2 separate regions of the Sus scrofa genome follow, and region 2 is linked to region 1. A link is a contact called in public Hi-C data. All regions are on one chromosome and are shown on one strand. Each heading gives the region's core, a stretch centred on a gene start, on an enhancer-like site or on the middle of the called end of the contact. The rest is flanking DNA. Distances are from core to core; before and after follow the strand shown. Region 1 overlaps LOC106508846 (a long non-coding RNA gene). Region 2 overlaps AKAP7 (A-kinase anchor protein 7).

Region 1 (4,485 bases), core at 403-2,902:
GATCAGAGATGCATCTGCAACCTACACCACAGCTCATGGCAAGGCTGCATCCTTAACCCAGTGAGCAAGGCTGGGAATTGAACTTGTGTCCTCATGGATATTAGTTGGGTTCATTACTGCTGAGCCACAGTGTGAACCTCAATAAAAAATTTGTTAATAAAAATAAATAAATAAAAGATAAATTAATTTTTATCAACTAGAAAGTAGGGCTTGGAGCTCCTTCTCTTAAACAATGTCAGTTGGAAGAAGGAAGAGCATTAGAATGCCCTCATGACCACAGCAGGGCTACCTGGTCATCCTGGACACCTTTAAACCCCCTATCCTGGTGCCGTCATGCAAGCTGGGAGCCATGGATATGTAGATATGGACATCTGGTTACTGCTGTGGTACAGGTTCGATCCCTGGCCAGGGAACTTCTGCATGCTGTGGGTGTGGCCCCCCAAAAATAAAATAAAATTTTAAAAATAAATAAATCAGCCAATAAAGACACCAGCCTCTTCATCTAAGAGCCACTCCCACTGTGGCTCAGCAGGTTAAGAACCCCACATAATGTCCTTGAGGATGCGGCTCCGATCCCTGACTTCCCTCAGTGGGTTAAGCATGCGGTGTTGCTGCAAGCTGTGGCATAACTGGCAGATGCAGCTCAGATCCAGTATTGCTATGGCTTTGGTGTAAGCCGGCAGCTGCAGCTCCATTTCGACCCCAGCCTGGGAACTTCCATATGCCAAGGGTGTGGCCCTAAATAAATAAAGCTCCCTCGTAGGAAAAGGTAACAGTACCTCCTTGAGTGGAGGAGAAGCAAGTTCAATCCAGGAAAACATCTCGTGTGCACATTTCACTAACTTGAATCCCATGATAGGGTCCTTTGAAGTACCATCTCAGAGTGGGCACCCTATTGGAACAGGCAGCACATTTCCTGAAAATCAATTTCCCAAGAGGGGCTTCAGCTTTCTTACCAAGTTTGAGGGTTGTGTGGATGTCTGGAGTCGGCTAAATAAAATATTACCTGCCATGAGTGCTCACAGTCACACGGACCGTGGGCTGTGTGCAACGTCCCTGTGGAGAGAGAAAACTAGGCCAGCCCTTTGTGGGTAACGGAGGCCATGAATAATGTACAGAGCATGCAGCTTCTTTTCATGCAGTTCTTACTGTGCTACTATTTGTGACCATTTTAGAACGTAGAAAATGCAGGGAAAGCAGGAGGGGGCAAACCTTAAAATATGTGTCAAGCAAAAAGAACCACCACCTAGACGTTGCTTTCTCCTATTGTGTCATGTATGGTTACCGGAGAGAGAATGAATACAATGATTTCTCTGTCGATGGGGTAATAAGCTTAGCTCACACTGAGAGAGCTTGCTTGCTGTCAAAGTTGTGTTAAGTATTCTACATTATCATCTTATTAAACCCCATGAATTTTCCAGTTAATACAGCATCTTTTAAGAAAATTAAATGTGGAACAAAGTCAAGAAAACATGAACAAGTGCTCCAGGTACTTGAAGTCAACAGGCGAAGCCAGAAATCCTGGTTTGTCCTCGAGGTTATTAGCGTCAGCTTCTATGAGGTCGTTTGCCAGACAAGTTTATTGGACAGTTATAGCTGGGTGAGCCACCAAGTGGAACGACTTAGGGAAGCACAAAGTAGTCCTCTTGGGAAAGAAAAGCAAACACGTTTGGAACATCTAGTGCTATTTGTAATTTTCCCCTGTGACGCTGAGGACAGAGGCGTCAGCATTCCCATCAGAATGGAGGGGACCAGATGTCCATCAGGCAACATTTGGAAATCCTCCCCTGTTTGCCTAGTCCATCATATAAAGCACCTTGTAGAAGGTGGGTTCCCTGTCTCAAAGGAGTTTACAATCTATTATAAGGAAAGGAAAATAAACTCCCACTTTTTTTTTTTTTTAATAAAGTTGTATGTGAACCGTAAAAGTAGCCTGAGCCTTCTAGATTGGCGGGAAGGAATCAAGTGATGAAAAACAAAAGCAGTGGGGGTCAAGGAGCCAGGTGGAGGCCCCAGATTTGGGGGGGGGTCTCAGGGTCAGGGGATGCTTAGGCATGAAGAGGGGAGTCGTGGAAAGCATCCAAGACCACTCTGGGCTGGAGAACACAAGGGAAGAAGGAGAAAATTACGTCCCTGGTTATGGGTCTCATCCAGGTCACATCAGGCTTTCCCGGATCTGTGTCTGAGGTGCGACATCTTCTCTCTGCACCACGGACCTCCCAGGACCCCTCTTCTCCCTCCTGAATGTAAGCAGCCTGACTACAGCTCCTTCAACATCAGAGCCCGGGAGAGGCACCGGTGAAGGGTGCCTGGCCTCCCAGAGCCCAGTGTTCTCTTTCACTCTCATCTCTGACCCTTGCTGGAGGTCTGAGTGTGCTCAGCACACTGCCGTGCCCCCTGTCCTCTCAGGAGTCAGCCAGTCCCTCTTTTCGGTAGCCTAGCGTAACTTCATTAAGCAAGCGCTTGGTTCCAGCCGTGCCCAAGAAGAGCTCCAGCCTGTTCATAACAATGTGATAACAATAGGAGAACATGATTCGTTAGATCCCATATTCCAGGCAGTGAGTTTAACCATGCTCAGCTAGGATCATGGCATCAGGGGCAGGCGAGAGTCTGTCACGTGGCCACGTCTCTGTGGACACATGCTGCTGATGCTAATGGTCTTTTAGTCCCTTGGTGGCCGCTGCCCCGGACCCCTCTGCTTTTAGGCAGCAAGATCCACAAAGCTCTCTCCTACTGCACCACCCCAAGGAATCTTCGGGTCCACGGATCCACTCAGCCACATCTTCTCTAGAAGTGGGAGAAAACCCAAACCTCCCCCATGGTAGCCCTCTTTCTTCTCAGTGCCTCTTGGTGCAAACATTAATGTGTGAATTTCTCCTGATTTTGTTCTTGACATTCGAAGATAAGATTTTCAGACTTCTGAAAATGAAATAATCACATTTCTTGGGACCTTCAAATACTGGGACCTTCAAATACTGGCTCTTGAAATTGAAAATTATGTTTTGAAGATTACCATCTCTCTTTGGGGAGTTCCTGTCATGGCTCAAGGGTTAAGGAACCCAACTAGGAACCATGAGGTTGCGGGCTCGATCCCTGGCCTCTCTTGGTGGGTTAAGGATCCAGTGTTGCCATGAACTGTGGTATAGGTCACAGATGTGGCTCGGATCAACATCACTGTGGTTGTGGTGTAGGCCAGCAGCTGTGGCTCCAATTAGACCCCTAGCCTATATGCCATGAGCGTGACCCTAAAAATCAAAAAATAAAAAATAAAAAAAATCAACATCTCCCTTACCCAGAAGTTCACAAGAATCTCTGTAGAGATCCCAAAGTCAGCCATTCGACTCCTCTCTTACCTTTCCTGTCTTGAGAGTAGTCATGTTCAAAGCCATCTTTGCTGCCACAACAAGAGGAGAAGGGCCACGGACCCTGAGAAATGCTGGCACTGGTTGAGGGCTAACCTGCAGTTCACCACTTCCACTTACCATCCTGGCACACAATGAGGAAGCAAAACATAGAATTCAAAACTTGTTTGCTTTTTTTTTTTAAAGCAGAATAATGAGGATAATAGAAATATTGAGGACAGGCTTAGAGAGAGTGGGTCAAAGATAATTTATTACAGATGAAGTGAGGGCAGATGGTACACTCCTTTTTCTCACTCTCTATATTTAGTCTTGTTTAATCATTAAAGTCATTATCTTTTCATAAAGAGGATTTAGGTCAGAGTTCCTAGTTGTAAGCAAAGAAAGCATACTCTGGCCAATTAGGCTGAGAAAGGAATTTATTAAAAGGATCCCAGGCAGCTTCAGAGAAATGCAGAGAGGGCTGGAAAGCCACTCAAGGCTGTTTCTGGGAACAAGACCTCAAACATGCCCACAGAGGGGGCCTGACAAGGGGGTCCTCACGGTGACTGCTGCCACAGAGCACCAGATGCTACTGTTTGTCCTGATGCCGTCGAGTGGACTTTATCACATCTGCAAACGCCATAGTCACCCATGACGCATCTGCACCGGGAACCACGCAGAAGCCTCACAATCCTGCTGCCACCGAGGTCATCATAAGAGGTATCATGCAGAACTGCCTTCCCCCAGGGCTCACTGCCAGTTCAGCCTGATTGGAGGGACCCAAGAAATATGACAATGCACTTTTGCAAGGGGGATGCTAGGAGTGGGGAGATGTGGGAATCAATTTGCCTGGTCTCAGTATCTACCCTTGTGAGGCTACATAGTTCCTAAACATAATGAGACTATTCAAGAGATGCTGGATTAAAAAACTCAATATATGAAGACTATAAGAGAGACTTTCTATACCCTTAGAAAAGGATAGAAATAACACACTGTGGAGAGATTACCAGGATACATGGTTAGGTACAAAAGCAAGGGAGTACAAAAGTCAATAACAGACCACTCTTTGTGTAGGAAAGGAAGAAATTTTTCTTTTAAGTGCACTGGCAAAAATAAACATAGGAGATTAAAAGGGACATCATTA
Region 2 (4,925 bases), core at 1,707-4,206, 190 kb after region 1:
TTGGAAAGAGTGTGGCTTTGAAGAAGAGACTCAAGTTTAAATTTAGTTCTTTTATTAGCTTTCTAAATAGCCATTTAACCTTTTAGAGCCCCACTTCCTAGTTTCCTAAAACAGTACTAGCAACTCCTTAACAGGGTCACTGAAGGGAAGAAATATAATAATGTGCCTAAATCACCAGGCACATAGCTGGGCACTTAACAAAAGGAAGGTATGATTCTTTTTTTTTTTTTTTTTTTTTGTCTTTGCTATTTCTTTGGGCCGCTCCCTCGGCATATGGAGGTTCCCAGGCTAGGGGTCGAATTGGAGCTGTAGCCACTGGCCTACGCCAGAGCCACAGCAACATGGGATCCGAGCCGCATCTGCAACCTACACCACAGCTCACGGCAACGTCGGATCCTTAACCCACTGAGCAAGGGCAGGGACCGAACCCGCAACCTCATGGTTCCTAGTCGGATTCGTTAACCACTGCGCCACGATGGGGACTCCAAGGAAGGTATGATTCTTGCAGCAACATGGATGGAACTAGAGACTCTCATACTGAGTGAAGTAAGTCAGAAAGAGAAAGACAAATACCATGTGATGGAGCATGATAATGTGAGAAAAAGGAACATATACATGTATGTGTGACTGGGTCACCTCGATGTGCAGTAGAAAATTGATAGAACTGTAAATCAGCTACCATGGAAAAAAATTTTTTTTAAAAAAGGAAGGTATGATTCTTAATTAACGGCACAGGAAGTCATGTAATGCAAGACTATGAAAAGGAGACATTCTTATTAGCCATTCAAATTGTTGGGAAGGACTGGAGGAGCTCCTTAAGGATAAAGATTATTTATAGATACATGCTAAGAAGTGCTGTTTCTCCTGAAATATTGTTAACTTAGGTTATGGGATGCGGAAATAGCCCTGGGATGTTGAGATGGAGCCATGGGCTGGAATTCACGTCCAGTTCCCTAACAGCCGTGTGACCTTGGATAAGGCACTTGATCTCCTTATGACCGTTTCCTCACTTAAACAAGGCAAGCCCCCAGATATCTCTGCCTCCCACTCAAGGGTTGACTTACAAACAGAAAAGCCCTCCCCCGGGAAGGAACCACGGCAAGCAGCTAAGCAGCTCCCAGGTCTTTGCAGCCAGATGGACCCGCTCTCTTCTTCTCCGCTATGGATGTCCCTTTAGTGACCCAATGTTGGCAGCTTATAAGACGCTATTCAGATTTTCTTTGCCTTTAAATTCCTGTTAAGTCTTGGTGAAGCTAACTGATTCGAAGTGATTTAAAAGTCTCAGGTTAAAGGTGCTCTGACAACTGTGCAATATTAGCATGAAGGACGAGAACACAAATGTTAAGAAACACTGAAACTATCAGAGGTCCTGTTTCTGACTTTTACAATCACACAGTTCCAACAGCTTCTAAGAGTGAGGGGAAAAAATGAAGAAAGGCAACAAGGGAAAACAATGCATTTATTAAGAGGCATGAAAATGCATAAACTCACTTATAAATAAATGTAATATAATTATAATTTACCCAGTGAAAAAATAGCTAAAATCCATGAGTAAACTGGATTTTATATTTGAAATGACTACATATTTGATCTCCAATAATTTCCCCCTGCATCATGATCTCTTAGTAGCAGCGATTTTACAATGACTATAGAAAAAGCTGTTACCAGTGATGATCATAGGGAGGGAAAATTTTTAAGAATTGTCTTTAAAAATGAACCAGTGCAAACAAATTCAGATTATAAGGGATACAGTAAGACCTGGGGCTTATCTTCATAAAAGTAGAAAATAAAAATCCCGAACATTCATTAAGAAATGAAAAAGCAAACTACATTTTGATCATTGAAAAGTAATACATATGGACGTTATAAAACATTCGTAACCAGTGATTACAATAATTACATTTACATTTATAAATGTTCATTCAAGTACCAGTGATCAATAAACATTCAAAGTCTCATTAAAAGTCACACGAGATATAGATACATGAGAACAATGCTTCTTTTGATTTAACAAAAATCATGTCAGTGACCTTAAAATGCTGTATTTTTTTTTTTTGTCTGTAAATGATTTTTCACAGTCTGTACATTTTATCTGTGAGGACCCAAAGACCATCTCACAACAGCTAGTTAAGAAGTCTTTTCTATAAAATGAATTTTGATATTAGAGATAAACATTCTAAAACACATCTGACTTAAAAATAACAGGGAAGAATCAGTTTTCTTTGGCAAGAAATGATTAATTCCTTACCAAATGTTGGTCTGCTATTGTGCAGACACTATCTTCTTTGGTATTTACCAAAGAGCCATTTAATGAACTGAAAAGATTTCATAAACTCTGGTACCATGAGAGCAATGTAGAGCTTATGTCAAAATTGTGCTGAAATAATCAACCTCTTTTCCTTGATAACTGTGGTTAATGGATCTTCCTTCCAAAAGCTCCCTCCTAATTCTGGCCTGAGTCTCAGGCCTTAACATAAGTTCCTTTATCTGTTTCACTTTGGACTTCAGACCCATCCTTTCTCGACGCAAAGCTTCATTAATTAAGTCCCGGATTCCCACAGGTTTCTTGCCTATGGAGAAAAAAAATTATATAATACATTTTACATATGAATACCAATGAAAAACACTAAACGTGGCACAGTGACTTATCAAAAGAGGGTTAAAAAGAAACCTTTAAAATGCTGCCCACATTTTATAGAAAAGGTTGCATTTCACCAAAAATATATCATTTACATGAAACAAATTTACTGTAAATAAAGATCACTGCATAGTGACAGCACACACAGGACAAACATGAAACAATATAGCTAACTAGATGGAGAGTAATTTCAACAGTGATCGTTTGAAATGTAGCACTTGTTAGCTTTGTGCCTTTTGGCCGAGATAAGGTAGTCAAATGCCCTGCTCAGCAATATAAGTGGCAGTATTCCATTTATGGCAAGGCCCCTTCCATGGCCTTTACTTTGAGTTCACAGGGCAGAACCCAAAGTCCCCTCTCCCTTGACCACAGCAGAGGGCAAGTGACACCTGGGCCATTCTTCCTTCATCAATTAATTTCCTCTGATAGGCAGCACTGCATTTCTCGTCTGCTGTGTTTCAGAAATGCAAACACACCGATCATGAAAATATTAGGCAATCTCCACAGACTGGACAACGGATACTTAAACAGCACGATGCAAATCAGTCCATTGACTCGGCAGAGGGGAGCAGGGTTGCTTCTCACGGAGCAGTGGGGGCCTGCCTGCATTCGGGTCTCATTTCCTGTTGTTGTCACTGTCAGTGCCATTCCTATCAGCCTCTTCAGTTTTCACAGAGCTCCCATCCCCTGGCTTGTTTTTGTTCTGTGTTTCTTCCAGATACTGCTGGACGGCCTTGAGCACCGCATTCTCCACCAGCCTCTTACTGAGCCTTACCAATTCAGCATCATCGGGCTCACCTCCATTCTTATCACCTACATTCCACAATAGAGAAGAGAGGTCACTGAGATCATATTGCCATAGAAACTCGGCGTGCAGGGGCTGGCTAGTTCAGTTAGTTAAAGAAAGCAAGCGTCCTTCAGTCTGGTAAACTGGACCTATAAATCCAAGGATACTGGGCTTGGCTTTTCATTTGGTATTTGCAGAAGCAAGCAGCTGACTGTACCTGAAGGCTTCAGGTTGAAAAGCAGTTCATTAGCTCCCATCTAAAAACACTTTACCTAGCAATGCAGGAAGGTCCCCATTTCTACAGGGGATTTTTGTTTGTCTCTCATCCGCGATTGACAGCTACTACTGAAGTCCATGGGCCTACCACCTGGATCCTCAGACATGGGAAATCACCAACTAGATCTGTGTCTGCTTCATCATTCCCACAAGTCAGGTAATCGGGATTTTCCAATCAACTAACCTCTTGGGATCCAGTAATTTTCTAATACTTGGCCTGGATGGTTGTTAACAAACTCTCAGCACTCTCATTAAGACGAAGGCAGTTACTCCTGCTAGGAACCAGCTAAAAATCAGCTTTTAAACTAATCTTTTTAATCTCAGTGCTATCACTGCAATTTAAGAAACAGGAACTCTTCAAGGAAGAGCTGGGATTATGGTAGTAAATTACTAGACGTTAATATCTTATGGCCATTTTGCGTCCCTGCTAGTGACGACTGAGGTGTAATTATCCCTTCATTTTTCTGCAAAAGGGCTGGTTCTCATCTGTTCAAATGCTGCATATTCCCCACTCACTCTCTTTCTTGTCTCCCTGAACTGAGGGAAAAAACTAGGGGGCTCACCTCTCATGTCCATTCAGTCCTTCATCTCCTTCCACTGAGCTGTGGACCCAGGAAGGCAGATGATTAAAAGCAAAGACATCTGAGCATCTACATACATTAAGTAAATGCTAACAGACCTCAAAGGAGTGATAGACAGAAATACAATAAGAGCAGAGGACTTTAATACTCTACTTTCAACAATGGATAGGTCATCCAGACAGAACATCAATAAGAAAACATTAGACTTGAACTATACCTGAGGCCAAATGGACCTAAGAGACATACAAAGAACATTCTATCCAATAGCACCAGAATATACATTCTTCTCAAGCACATATGGACCGTTCTCCAGGATAAATTATGTGTTAGATCAGAAAACAAGTCTCAGCACATTTTCAAAAAGTGAAATCAAACCAAGTATTTTTCTGACCACAACGGTATGAAACGAGACATCAAGAACAAGAGGAAAACTAGAAAATTTACAAATAAATAGACATTTAACAAACATTCAAAACAACGAATGAGTCAAAGATAAAATCAAAAGGGAAATTTTTAAAATCTATCTTGAAACAAATGAAAATGGGAACACAACACACCAAAACTTATCCAACAAAAGCACTGCTAAAAGAAAAGTTTATAGCAATAAATGCCTACATTAAGCAAAAGAATGATCTCAAGTAAA

The links. Hi-C and Micro-C count contacts between places; a contact is called where the count stands out from the background.
Region 2: a Hi-C map of liver shows a contact between it and region 1, with 2.1 times the contacts expected there. The contact joins two enhancer-like sites. A contact is called at or near these places in 1 of 5 promoter capture datasets (liver), 3 of 47 Hi-C or Micro-C datasets (all in liver) and 1 of 2 datasets of contacts at active chromatin or transcription factors (alveolar macrophages).

Annotation. Positions count from the first base shown.
Region 1 is chr1:32,035,564-32,040,048 of Sscrofa11.1, forward strand. It overlaps LOC106508846 (a long non-coding RNA gene), which reads right to left. Exons shown (of 6, transcript XR_001305923.2): 5 at 3,354-3,486; 6 at 696-3,245. Among named protein-coding and RNA genes, the nearest start is that of ARG1, 18 kb to the left of the region's middle. Within about 2 kb of position 1,653, at least 2 of the 83 cell types and tissues checked have an H3K27ac peak or open chromatin away from gene starts, as enhancers often do. A contact at or near this core is called in liver, where this site is marked.
Region 2 is chr1:32,219,620-32,224,544 of Sscrofa11.1, forward strand. It overlaps AKAP7 (A-kinase anchor protein 7), which reads right to left. Exons shown (of 9, transcript XR_002342908.1): 9 at 1,442-2,570. Among named protein-coding and RNA genes, the nearest start is that of AKAP7, 140 kb to the right of the region's middle. Within about 2 kb of position 2,957, at least 10 of the 83 cell types and tissues checked have an H3K27ac peak or open chromatin away from gene starts, as enhancers often do. A contact at or near this core is called in liver, where this site is marked.